2 separate regions of the Mus musculus genome follow, and region 1 is linked to region 2. Evidence: chromatin contacts called from public HiChIP or PLAC-seq data. All regions are on one chromosome and are shown on one strand. Each heading gives the region's core, a stretch centred on a gene start, on an enhancer-like site or on the middle of the called end of the contact. The rest is flanking DNA. Distances are from core to core; before and after follow the strand shown.

Region 1 (6,559 bases), core at 4,033-6,532, 150 kb before region 2:
TGCTGTTGGAATGATGCCCTGAGAGTTTGAGCAGCAACAGCTCTTCAGGGCCACATCCTTGTTGCCCACTGGGAGTTCCTTCTGCCTAGCACCTAGCCTCCTCCTATATGGAGGCATTGGAAGGTTATAATGGGCCAAGCTGCCTGACTAAGATCTGCTAACCCCAAGAAATGGTCTCTGAGCACCTTACTCCTCGATAAGTGCCCAAGGCTCAGCTGATGACCTACTGGATCTCATCACTGTCCCCTCCACCCACAAGGAGCAGGGCACATACCTTATGCTTTCCCTACTTGGTGGAAGATTAGAGAAATTCCTGTGTGTGTGTGTGTGTGTGTGTGTGTGTGTGTGTGTGTGTATGTGTGTGTGTGTGTGTGTGTAGTCTGTCCATGCTGGGCAGACCAGTAAGGGGATGAAGATGTGATCCCACAGAGGCGAGTGCCAGAGGAAGACCCCAATCCCAGTCTAGGAGTCCCAGTCTCCAACACAATTACATAGAAAGGCCTATATGGAGTGTCTGGACACCCAACATCTCCTAGATCCCACAGCAGATCCTGAACCACGTCCTGGAGTTTCTTTGTGGAATTCACAGGGGAAGCCCTGGCTTCATGAGAGCTGGCTTACAATCAGGAACCAGGAACCCCATCCTCAGAGAGCTGCATATTGTTAGTCACCTGGGTGGCCAAAGTTAAGCTGTCAGTTGAGTCCCTGTGACTGTCCTTCCAAGTTGGGGATCACAGCTAGTTCTTCGGGAGAGACCTATCCCCTGTTTGCATCCCAGGATAAGGCCAACAAGGCAAGGATGAGGCCATGGCTGCCTCCTCCTCCACAGAGAGCCTAGCAGGACTGGCCTGTGTGTGTCAGGGGCTACCCAAGGCTTCAGTTAAGAGAGACAGATCCTGCCTCATCAAGAGGAGACCGGATGGTCAAGGTGCTAAGAAAAAAAATGATAGTTGAATTCTCTACATAGGATATCTATATCATGTGCCCTGCAAGGCTCAGGGAACATCACAGAGACAGACAGAAGGAAGAGGTCAGCGTGGATTGGACATTGCACCTATGATTACCTGCATAAGGCTGGGATGGAGGGAAGCCCCTAAATCCCTGAAAGGTGCCCCCCATGTGTGTGTGTGTGTGTGTGTGTGTGCACATTCACATGAGTGTAAGGCCTACAGAGAAAAGAGAGAGTGTTCACAAGGCCCCACCTCTCCCTTAGAATCTACAGGTAGTTAATGGATGTTGTGGCAGAGATTGACATTATCTTCGGTGGTATAGCCACTTGTAAGTTACCTATGCTCCTGCAAACAGCCCTTCACCCAAGTTTCTGTTGTTTTACCTTTTTATCTTTGTTATAATTTTGCATGTATGAACATTTTTCTGCATGAAAACTAGGTGCTGCAGTGCCTGCAGAAGCCAGAAAAGGGTGCTGGATCCTCTGGAAATTGGAAGAATGCGAGAGAAGAATTGGGTGCTGTGTAAGAGTTCTTAACTGCTGAGCTATCTCTCCAGCCTCTTCACCATGTTTCCGAAAGCAACCCAAATGAAACTCATTGGGTCACATACATTAAAAAAATGCTTAGCAGTGGGCTGGTGAGATGGCTCAGTGGGTAAGAGAACTGACTGTTCTTTCGAGTTCAAATCCCAGCAACCACATGGTGGCTCACAACCACCCGTAATGAGATCTGATGCCCTCTTCTGATGTGTCTGAAGACAGCTACAGTGTACTTATTTATAATAATAAATAAATCTTTGGGCCTGAGCTAGCAGAATCGACCAGACCAAGCAGGCCGACTGGAGTGAGCAGAGGTCCTAAATTCAATTCCCAACAACCAGATGAAGGCTCACAACTATCTGTATAGCTACAGGGTACTCATATACATAAAAATAAATAAATAAATCTTTTTAAAAATGCTTAGGAGTAAAGGGGGCCAGTTGGAAAGAGGAAGGGTATCCGTGGGAGAGGGACAGAGAAGAGGGTGAATATGATGAGAATACATTATCATAATGAAACACATTATTATATGTAATTCATATGTGCCAATAAAAGAGACCAGAGTGCCATGGATAGGTGCTTCTGGGATGACTTCCGCTCTTGGGGTGACACACATCACATTTTTTTGAGTAATTTATTTATGTGTATGAGCACTCTATTTGCACATATATCTGCATGACAGAAGAGAACATCAGGCAGAAGAGAACTCAGGACTCCTGGATGAGCATCCAGTGCTTTTTATTTTTATTTTTATTTTTATTTTTATTTTTATTTTTATTTTTATTTTTATTTTTTGGTTTTTGGTTTTTCGAGACAGGGTTTCTCTGTATAGCCCTGGCTGTCCTGGAACTCACTTTGTAGACCAGAACTCAGAAATCCTCCTGCCTCTGCCTCCCCGAGTGCTGGGATTAAAGGCGTGCGCCATCACAGCCCGGCTGCAATCAGTGCTCTTAACCACTGAGCCATCTCTCCAGCCCAGGGTAACATATGTTTTTAATTATATTTCTTGAGCAAGAGAAACAAATGGCCCAGAGTCTGCTTGGGAATCAGAGGACAACTTGCTGACGTCAGTTCTCTACTTCCACTGTGTGGATTCCAGGGATTGAATTTAGGTCATCAGGCATGGCAGCAAACACCTTTACCTACTCACCAGCCCTCCTGAGATCATCTCTGCTCCTGAGACAACCCCAGGATAGAACCACATACACACTCGGGCCACTCCCCATAGAAACCTTACCCTGCTCCTGCCCAGACAGCTGCCACGGTCCCTGAGGAGGCAGCCTGCTTTGTTTGAATTCCGTCTTCCTCCTCCCCATAAATCAGTTAAGGATCTGCGAAGACTGGCACCAGCTTCATGGCCAGGAATGCTTGAGTCCAAGTATGGGAGCAGGGGTCTGGCTTAGTGTCCCTGCAGGCTCTGGATTCTCTCAACTCCCAAGTCGTCCAGGCACTGAGCTCCTCCCATTCAGCAAAGAGCCTGCTGCACCTCCTTCTGAGCCTGGTCTCTTTGGTTCTCTCTGAGCTCTAGGACCCCAACCGAGGTGGTAAATGTCCAAGGTCAATGTGGTAGTTTCATCCTTCTGTAGGGGCAGAGACCTCCCTGCTTTCAGTACTAGATCCTTGAATCCACCTCCTCCCCTCAGCCCTTCTGCAGAAGCCCGTGGGGATCCAGGTGACCTTCTGGGGTTGGGAGCTGGAGCCTTAGGACAGTGCACAAAGCAGGCCTGCCTCTCCTACTGCTGCATGGCTCTGCCCTAGTTCTGAAGCTCCTCTGCCCTAACTGATGAAAAGGAAGGGAGCCCTCTGCTTTCCAACTGCTGCCCAGTCCTCACAGCTCCCTCTCCTTATGTAAGTACACTGTATGCAAGTACGCTGTAGCTGTCTTCAGACACACCCAAAGAGGGTGTCAGATTCATTACAGATGCTTGTGAGCCACCATGTGGTTGCTAGGATTTGAACTCAGGACGTTCAGAAGAGCAGTCAGTACTCTTAACCGCTGAGCTATCACTCTAGCCCCCCTCCTTTTCTTTCCTTTTCTTTTCTTCCTTCCTTCCTTTCTTTTCTTTTTTGTTGGTTTCTCTGAGTCCTAGCCATCTTGGAACAGTCTCTGGAGACCAGGCTGGCCTCATACTCACAGAGACCTGCCTGCCTTTGCTGGGATTAAAGCCATTCATACCCTCCCATCTCCTCACTTTCCTCTCGTTTGTGAAGGTCCCTCGATAAGTGGCCCATGACCTTTCACAGGCAGAGTTGTAATGGCAGCGAGAATCCTTTCGCCTTGGTAGGGATGGCTCTGTCCAAAGCCACATTAAGGTCCCTCTTAGACTGGTAGGGAAGGGCTGGCCCTCCTGTGAGCAATGCAGGAGTATGGGACTTAAGGACTTAACTGGGTCTATCATGTCCCCCAAGCCCACCTTCTGCTTGGACCAAAAGGCCGGGCAAAGCCAAGAACCTGCTAAAACACCAGCTTCCTCCTTAAAAGGGTAAGGACAAGGGATGGAAGGGGCTGTGCACACACGCAAGACACTGATACACATTTCCTGAGCATAGCAGATTTTGTCAGAGGCTTCCAGGTCACAGGGTCAAACCCCTAGTGGCACTTCACAGCCTTCTCTTTCTTGGAAAGCCAGAATGACTCTGGCATTTGACATGCACTGAGTGACCAATTTCAAAGTTCCTGTTAAGACAAAACCTGTCTTGCATCAATACTCCCTGACCCCCACAGGCCTTGGGGCCTTCTGGCCTATGCCCTTTCTGGTTCCTTAACAGTCAAAGTGCATGGCTAAGAATCCAGCCTGAGTGGATGAAGGCTAGGTGGGGGTGGTGGCTGCAGAGGTAGGGATTTTAGAGCCAGGGTAATATGTCCTGAAAAGGGATGTGTCTCTATTGTTCCCCCACCCTGCCCCTCCCCTGAATGTGGGCATGGATCCATTGACTCTGGACCAAGCTGGAGTTGGTGGTAGGATGTAAAAGGGGGGGGGCTTAATGCTCACCTCTCACACCTGTGTCCTTGTTCTTTGAGCATTTGGATGGGGACAGGGTGGGAGCATTGAGGCTCCCATAGGAGATGGCTCTGGATGAGCCTAAACCAGTATCCTACCTCAAACACTCCTTTAAGAGGGCGATTGAGCTGGGTGATGGTGGACAACTTTAATCCCAGCACTCGGGAGGCAGAGGCAGGTGGATTTCTAAGCTCAAGGCCAGTCTGGTCTACAGAGTGAGTTCCAGGAGAGCTGAGGCTGCACAGAGAAACCCTGTCTCAGAAAAGGGGTGGGGGAGAGAGAGAAGGAAGACGAAGAAAGGAAGAGGAAGAAGGAGAGGAGGGGGAGGAGGAGAGTGACCATGCTGTGCTGGACAGGGCTCCAGGACACCTTTTTCTGGGGACATATACATGGCACAGACCTACTAGCTCCAGATGAGACAAAAACAAACAAACACAGGTGAGTTAGGGAATCTATCTCGAACTCCACAGAGCAGGTAGTATGAAGCATAGAAAGGGAGCCAGAGATTGGGATCCCATCAGGTAACCAAAAGTGGCCCTGGGGAAACCCCTCACGGGCTGCAAAAGCATGAGCAATAAGGTTCAGAAGGGAGTCATCTTTAGTAATGGGACGTACAGAGTCAGGGTTCAGGGTAAGACCCCAGAGGCTGCTTCCAGGACCCTCTTCCGAGACTCATGTTAAAGCCTGCTCACCCACGGCAAGGGAAGAACAGCTGCCAGGCCTAAACCCAGAACCCCAGTGCAGCCCAGATAAGCTCCACCCACATGCAATTGTCCCTCTGCCCACTTGGGGGCAGGCCTGGCCAAGGGGAGGGGACATAGGGAGCCACACATCCAAAGGAGGGAGGGCAGGTGGGCCAGATGAAGAGGAAGAGCCATTTTGTAGACAATACATTGAATAAAACCATTACTCAGTCTAGGCAGTGGCACCCTCATATCTCTCTCAAATAGCGACTTTTTGGGGACAGGCAGCCCCATGTTCTTCCACAGCTAAATCTCTTCCCAACTTCTCTCCAATACTGTGTCCCCATTCCCACTGGTCAAGCAAAGGTCAGGAAAGCTGGGTTTGAATTGACTTTATTATTCTGTAAATGTGAACTTTACAAAGCGCCTTACAGTTAACGAGAACATCCTTTTGTCATGGATTTCCACTTCTGAAACAGCTCTGAGCACAGGCTCAAAGCTCTAGGGTTTCCCTGGTCGGCTTGCGGACATAGCTGTGTTTGTTTGTTTTATTTTTTGTTGTTGTTATAGATACAATGTTTTCAGCCATGGCTACAAAGTAACAGTCTTGTCACTACGGGGGTCACAGCACAGAGAGAGGAGGATGCTGGAGGGACAAAACAAAAGGAAACCAAAAGAAACCAAAAACCAAAGCCTCCTCCTCCCTAAAAAGAAAGCCAAGATGTGGTGTCTGCTCTAGCTCAGTGGTTCTGTGAAGGCCTCCTTAGAGGTAGGGGAGCACTGACTTTATTAACTTAATTCCTAACAGTCATGAATTATGATGCTACTTTAACCCCTGGACAGTGCCTTCAAAACAACCCCCTTCCTCCGGTCCTGTTCTCCAAACATCCCCCTGAAGGGATTAATGTTCTTCTTGCACCCAGAGACACCCAAAATGTTCAAGTCAAAAATATTTATACATTTTATACCGAGTTATCTTTTTGTCTGCTAAAAATAGTATTGCAAATTTTGGCTTCCTTTGACATAAAAATCACAATCGAGCTTGCAGTGAGGGGACCAATGGGACACAAGCAGAGGCTATTCAATCAGAAGGTTTTAGATCCTGCATCCTTTTCCTTTCTAGGAAAACAAAACAAACAAAGCAAACACCTTTGCCACTTTTGAAACACTTTGTACTGAGCCCTTCTTCTAGCAGCATAGGCTGAGCTGCCTGACATGCAGAACCACCCAGCAGCAGCACCTTTCCACGAAGTGAAGTGCGTAAAGCTGACAGATCATGTGCTTGTCGCCATTCCCATCTGGGATCTGCGGCAAGCAGGTTCTAACAGGGTCTTTCGAGTTTTCAGCTGGTTGATAGGCCACCTGCTCTTCCCCAAGTCAGCTAA
Region 2 (6,214 bases), core at 994-3,493:
AGGGAAAGTGAAATAGGTATAGAAAGGTGTCCACAGCAGGAAAGTGACTGGGCTGTCCTGTAAGCTCTACAAAGTGCCAGTGCCAGACAGGTCATGTCCATCTCAAACGAAAACCCCACTCTTGGGGTGATCTGGAAAGCCGGGGGAAAAAAGAAGAAAGAAAGAAAGAAAGAAAGAAAGACATGTCCTTATCAGCAAGGGCAAAAGACCACACATGGAACTTCATCGCCTTTGCAGAGTTCCAGCAAAGTGAGGCTGTCCAGCGCTGGCCCCTGCCTGAGGTATGAATAGGTGGATGCTGTCCTCACTTGAATGGCAGCAGGTATTTATGAGTTCATTGGCTATGGTTTTTTGAACACACACATATGCTTTCATATGTATGTATGTATGTATGTATGTATGTATGTATGTATGTATGTATATGTGAGAGATCTGCTGTTAAGGTGTGAACTGCAGTGCACGGTAGATGACTTCAACTCTCTACACCACCAATTCTTCTAGCATCTGAGTTCTCATCCCCCAAAGACTGCAGGCCTCAGGGAAACTGGGTGGGAAAAATCTAAAGGTGTAATCTCGTCTTAGGGGCTGGTGGGATAAGACTGGTTCATGGGATAAGGAGATCCCCGCCATTTAGGAAAGGTTACTAGAAAAAGGAGATGCATGTGCAGCACCCAGGGCCCACTCACTTCATACCCACACAAGTGTCTTTACATCTCTAGCTGCAAACAACTAGCTTCAGGCTGGCCTCCACTGGTGGGAGGAATTAGAAAAGGACTGCCCCACCTCCCTCCAGCACTGGGCACAAGCCTGCGATGGATGCTGTCCCACCCTGAGCAAAACCACATCTCCAAGTGTGGACGTGGAGATCGACTGTAGCTGTACCAGAGCACCACCAGAGCCGTCGTAAGGCCACAAGGATACCCAGAAGAGAGTGAGGTGGCTAGACAGGCCAAACACTGCAAATTCAGCACCCAGGCACGGACAGCGCCTCGGCCAAGAAGCCCACAGCAGGGACACGGGGACACCCGCTTCCTACAAAAGCCGTCGCCACCGTCAAGCCTCCCAGTGAAGCCACCCTCGATCTCCTCTTGCTTACGTGGCATGGTGAACTCCAGTCTCAGTACAGTTTCCTACACAGAGTTGGAGGGCCCAGTGGAGCCTCGGGAGCCAACAGTGCTCTAGCAAGCCTCACAGAACTCTCTCTGGAGCCTAGCTTACCAAGCTTTCCTCCCTCCCTTTCTCATCCCCCCTCCCATCTCTTCCTCCCAGCTCCTGCGGGTAACCCATCCCATAAACCATTGGAAAATAAATAAATAAATAAATAAATAAATAAATAAGCAAGTAGGCCATATCCGATACCCCCAGTCTGCATAGAATCCTTTTCCCACTTGCTTCGACAGACCTTCTGCCAGCCTAACTTCCTCTTTTCCTATCCTGTTATACTCTCAGCTTGAAAACGGAGAGCGCTTTTATTCCCCAGAACCAAAGCCCTGCAAAAAGACTGGTACGATCAAGAAACTGGGGGCCCGGACAAGTTCCACTTTTCCCTGTAATCGCGTCTTGACCACCAGCCTAGTGGTAAACTGCCGGTGCAGACACTAAGACTCGACTCAGGGGAGATGAGTTCAGCATGACCCAGACCTGATCTCGCTGAAAATGGGGGGAAAGGAACTGAGTGAAGGCAGTTCCTAAGGAGAAACTCCTGCTCCCTGATTCCTGAGTCCTGAAACATCTTCACATGCTCCCTCCAGCTCAGGGGCCTCAGCCAGCTCAGAGCTGCAAAAGGTCTCCTAAACCGTTCCTGGATCACCAAGGGCTCCCAAAGCCAGGACAACACAGCACCAGGAGGGCCACACACTTTGGAGGTTTGAGATGCCTTTGCTTAGCCATGTCAGAGCCCCTCAGACACACCCTTGTCCAGATACCTTGGCTTCTGCTGGCCTCCGCACAAGGGCCAGAAAAAGCCGAGGACATCTGGGCCTGTTCAGTGCAGCCTCTCCGTCGGGCACCCACCTCGGCGCAGGTCAGCCCTTCGCGCCAACAACGCCAGCAGCAGGTCTCCGCCCGCGGATTCCCGGGACGGGTCCAGCTCCCCGCGAGCTTCCATGGGGCCAGGTGCCTGGTGCTGCCGCCCTCCGACCCTGAACTTCCCCTGGGTCTGGCGAGGCCACCGTTGCAGGGACTCCGAGCTGGCGTCGGAGCGACTCGTGTCGCTGCTGGGCGCTGTGCCCACGGGAGGCCTCTGGGCGCCAAGCCTCGGGCCCGCGGAGGGCGGAGCGGTGGGGGGCGGGGCCGCGGGGCGGGGCTGGGCCGGGGGTCGCAGAGACGCTCCCGGGGCCACTGGAGGCCACTGGAGACTGTGCACCTTTCAGCCGGAACCGAGGTGCCTAGAAGCCGTCTGGCTTGCACTTCCCGAGGACGGAGACAGCGCAGTAACCACTCAAGGCTTCCTACAGATGCTCGCCCCTGCCCCAAGCAAGTTCGCTAAGCCTCCCGGAAGGCTGAGGTCCCGAGGGAAGCGGCAGGGAGGGAACTGCGTTCTCTTTGCTCACGTTTAGACTCTGAACCGGAGCTGGACAGCATTGAGACCACACCTGGTCAGCAGAAGGGCAACCTGATAGCCATCGCGAGGGAACGTGGTGGCAAAGAAGCCACAGTAGAGCTACGAGGAGCTCGATTTGAAGGTCCCCCAACTCTGACACTCTGGACCCCACCACTAGAAGTGCCTCCTGGAGCCAGTACAGCGAGAAGGAACGATTCTTAGGACCTCAGATCCGGTGTCCTCTGCGGGAACACACCAAGACTCTAGGCCAGAAAAGGGTTGAGCTGCGGAAGCCCTGAGATCTACCCTTACTTCCCCACCCCAATTCCTTAGAACAATCCCTGCACCTGGATTTCCACATCTCATCCCCATTCGAACAGGTGAGCCCACCAGAACCCATCATCCTATCCTTGCATGAGCCCTCACTGAGGGCTCCTACTACCCAGCCAGGAGACAGCGCCAGACCTATGCAGTTCCTGGTAGGAACTAGAATCCAGCAGGGTATAGTGCCCTGGTAACAATTAGGGACACCCTAGAAGTGTTTGCAGAATCAGCAGGTTGCTGCCACCCTCCTGGTTCCTCTTCTTGTCCTGTTCTGCCTCCATCCCTAGGACTGTGACCGATCAGACCCCAGAATGGGAAGGATGAATGAAAGAACGCAAGATTCTCCACTTGGTCCCAGCACAGCTGCTGCCTCGGAAAGAGCCCTGTGCCTGCAGCCGTCCCTTCATGTTGCTCTGTACTTGTTATTCCGAGGTCAGGGAACACTAGCTTGGAGTGAAATGGGTGCTGGGTGAGCTGAGATGTGAGCCATTGAGTGTCAGCTGCTGCAGAGGGCAGTGGGGCGGGGGCCATGTATGGCTAGACTAGGGAAGGGGCGGCTCCACACTGTTGGGCATCTGGCTTGCCGCCAACAATGCCTCCATTATTTCCCAACGTCCGTGGCAGTGAAATGGCCCTTGGGGAATCAGAGTTCAAGCGGGAGACTTGGCCTGGGGATTCTTGCTGCAAGCCAAAGCAGTTCTGGAAGCTGTGGGACATTCAATCTCTAGGACCAGCCCCAGGCCTTTCTGGTCACTGTTGACCCTGTAGCTTTCCTGTTCTCCTGCCTGCTGTCACCTTGTACTTTTTTTCTCCGCAGTCACTCCCTCCTGGTCACCCCTCTGCATTCTGTCTCTTCTCTTTTTCCTGCCTGGCATGGAGACTTGTAGGTTGCAATGGCTCTTACCTGGAGTCCTGCTGAAGGTACAGAGGGCAGAAGCTCCAGGGGCACCGGGCCTCTCTCGGTGGCAATCGAGTTCTGCTTCTAGCAGCATGGCAGTCACTAATCCAGTGGTTCGTGCGGGGTGTTCCTGGAAGTGCTGGACCTCTTTCAGGCCTTGGCCCACTCGCTGGGCTGGCGCTGTCCGCGGTGCTGAAGGAGGCACCAGCGTGCTGGGGACCTTCACAAGCCTGCCCCGCCCCTCCTCTGTCCCCGCCCTTGGCCCCTTCCAGGCCTGGGCAGGCGGAGTCAGGCTGGCGTCACTCTAGGGCTGGGTCTGACTAGTTTATAATTCGAGGTAGCCTTTTCTCTGGACCTTCCTTTACCTGTTACAGAGTAGCATAGTGGCTCCAACTTGCTGTCGTGGGCTCTGGGCCTTGGCTAGAGGTGCCACGTTCATAGTACTCAGGTTTGGGAGCCTCTGAGCTGTTAGCCTGGGACTGCACTCCTCACCCACTCCGTGGAATAGATTCTGGGTCCAAAGGCCTTTTGCTTGCAGGCACAGGTCAGAAGCCTCCAACTACGAACTCAACCACCTGCATCCAGTACTCTGAAGGCAGATTTTAGTCCCTTTTCTCCAACCCCTATTTCCAGAAAAGGCTCATGCATGCAAACCCACCAGCTACTGAAGAGCTGAAGGGTCCTGAGCAGAAGTTCCCAGGTGCCTGCAGGGCAATCTGCCCCAGGCTGGGCACAGATGGGAGGGAAATTTGGTGAGAGGCTCAACAGCTTTCTAGTTGACTGGCTGGTCCTCCCAGGCTCTGTGGGTTCAGAGACAATCTGAGGATGCAGGTCTCAGCATAGTCCATTCTCTCTTCACTATCTGCCTGACCTTTAGGCTGTCTTCCCGAATGCCTCTAGTTTATTTATACAAAAAATTCTTAGAACTTCAGAGTTGTGTCTGCAAACTAGATGGGAGAAAAGGGTTTGGAGAATTCCCTGAATCCAGCTTTACATAAAGCTGCTCACATTTCAAAAAACTGAAACAACTTTACTAAATGTCAAATTTCTTTATTCTTACAATGTGCACATTAGAGTTTACTTAAATACAAAATGTACCCCTTAAGAAATTTCATTGACATTTTCATGCCAATTGCTTTTTACTCAAAATCTTTGCATTAAAAAATAAATAAACATTTAAATTACTGAACTATTCTAGATATTAATCTTAATACCTCTCATAAAACTTCAGACTTTAAAACAGACCTTACACTTGGCCCAAAGATGGGTCCCTGGAGGGATGCAAGCCTTTTCACTGCAGAATGAACAGTTCAAACAGGGATGTCCGTGGCAAGCTTGTCCCCCAGAAGGGATGACCTGGGACTGTACAAGAGCAGCTGAAAGTAGGATCTGCCCAGAGTGGGCTTCTGCAAACATCAGCCACGCCAGGCACTGTGGGGTGCTATGGCAGCCCCAGGGCCACCCTTCGGGCTCAGACATTTCACTGGAGCTGTCCTTAAATAGGCCCAATTCTCAAGCTGACAGACCAGGAGTGTTCATCCTTGGAAACACCTAACGATGATCTGGGCTTGTTTGTTTTTAAGCACAGGACTCCAGGTTTCAAAGAAGAAACTTCCTCCACAGGGAAGTGAGGCAGGAGGTTCACGTGGCTGAGTCTGGCCATCTGCCCCAGCCAAGGTCTGGCTCTCAGAACTGATCCTGCCATGTGATGAAAGGAGGGTTAATAACAGCCCAAGGAGACAGCTGTCCATTTTCTTAAGTGGCAGCAGGGACATCGATAATACAGGGTCTTAAATGGTACCCATGTGACCAACTGTCATTGGGAAGGATGCAAATATAAAAGATAGAATATGCAAAATGGAATGTACACACATGCACACACATGCGCACATGCGCTCTCACCACACACACACACACACACACACACACACACACACACACACACACACACACACAGAGAGAGACTAGCTTGCTTTATCCAAATAAAAGGAAGCTCCTGAGCTATGGAGGGTCTCAGTAAGAATGTTTCCAGAAATGTAGACTTAGTCCATTTGTTAAAAGTCTTTAGGCACAAGTTTACCATTGAGATTTTACAAATAATGTATTTAAGTTGATGTTGTTGTTTTTAAGTTACCCTCAAGGCCAGGAGACCAAGTACACAGGGGTAGCATCCCATGCCACCACCAGTGTCTTCTGTAGTGTACATGACAGACATGACAGGGTCTTTAGAGGCTTCCTGGAGACTGCACTGCCCCACAGAGACCAAGACTGCACTACAGCTTGACCTGGGTATTTAAGACGCAGGGAAGCTACAACATAACTTAGTGGCCTCTAGGCCCTGTACCCCACAAGATGATCAGACTTCCTTGTTCAAGTTCAGAGCACCCTGAGCCCCCATGAAAGCACTTTTGGCTTATGCAGGAACACAGCCCACATCTGTGGCAGGGTGT

What was found. HiChIP or PLAC-seq counts read pairs in DNA pulled down with a chosen protein or histone mark.
Region 1: an H3K27ac HiChIP or PLAC-seq map of embryonic stem cells shows a contact between it and region 2, with 6 read pairs. The contact joins the enhancer-like site here to the promoter of Lhx3 in region 2. A contact is called at or near these places in 1 of 39 promoter capture datasets (neural stem cells), 4 of 115 datasets of contacts at active chromatin or transcription factors (double positive thymocytes, embryonic stem cells and stem cell-derived neural progenitor cells) and 4 of 9 other capture datasets (adipose tissue, liver, macrophages and 1 more).

The regions. Positions count from the first base shown.
Region 1 is chr2:26,049,984-26,056,542 of GRCm38.p6, forward strand. Nacc2 (nucleus accumbens associated 2, BEN and BTB (POZ) domain containing) reads right to left here. Exons shown (of 6, transcript NM_001037098.1): 6 at 5,553-6,559. Among named protein-coding and RNA genes, the nearest start is that of Ubac1, 32 kb to the left of the region's middle. Within about 2 kb of position 5,283, at least 41 of the 459 cell types and tissues checked have an H3K27ac peak or open chromatin away from gene starts, as enhancers often do. A contact at or near this core is called in embryonic stem cells and neural stem cells, where this site is marked.
Region 2 is chr2:26,204,332-26,210,545 of GRCm38.p6, forward strand. It overlaps Lhx3 (LIM homeobox protein 3), which reads right to left and starts at 2,244. Exons shown (of 6, transcript NM_001039653.2): 1 at 2,014-2,244. The coding sequence starts at 2,107. It overlaps Qsox2 (quiescin Q6 sulfhydryl oxidase 2), which reads right to left. Exons shown (of 12, transcript NM_001302956.1): 12 at 4,793-6,214.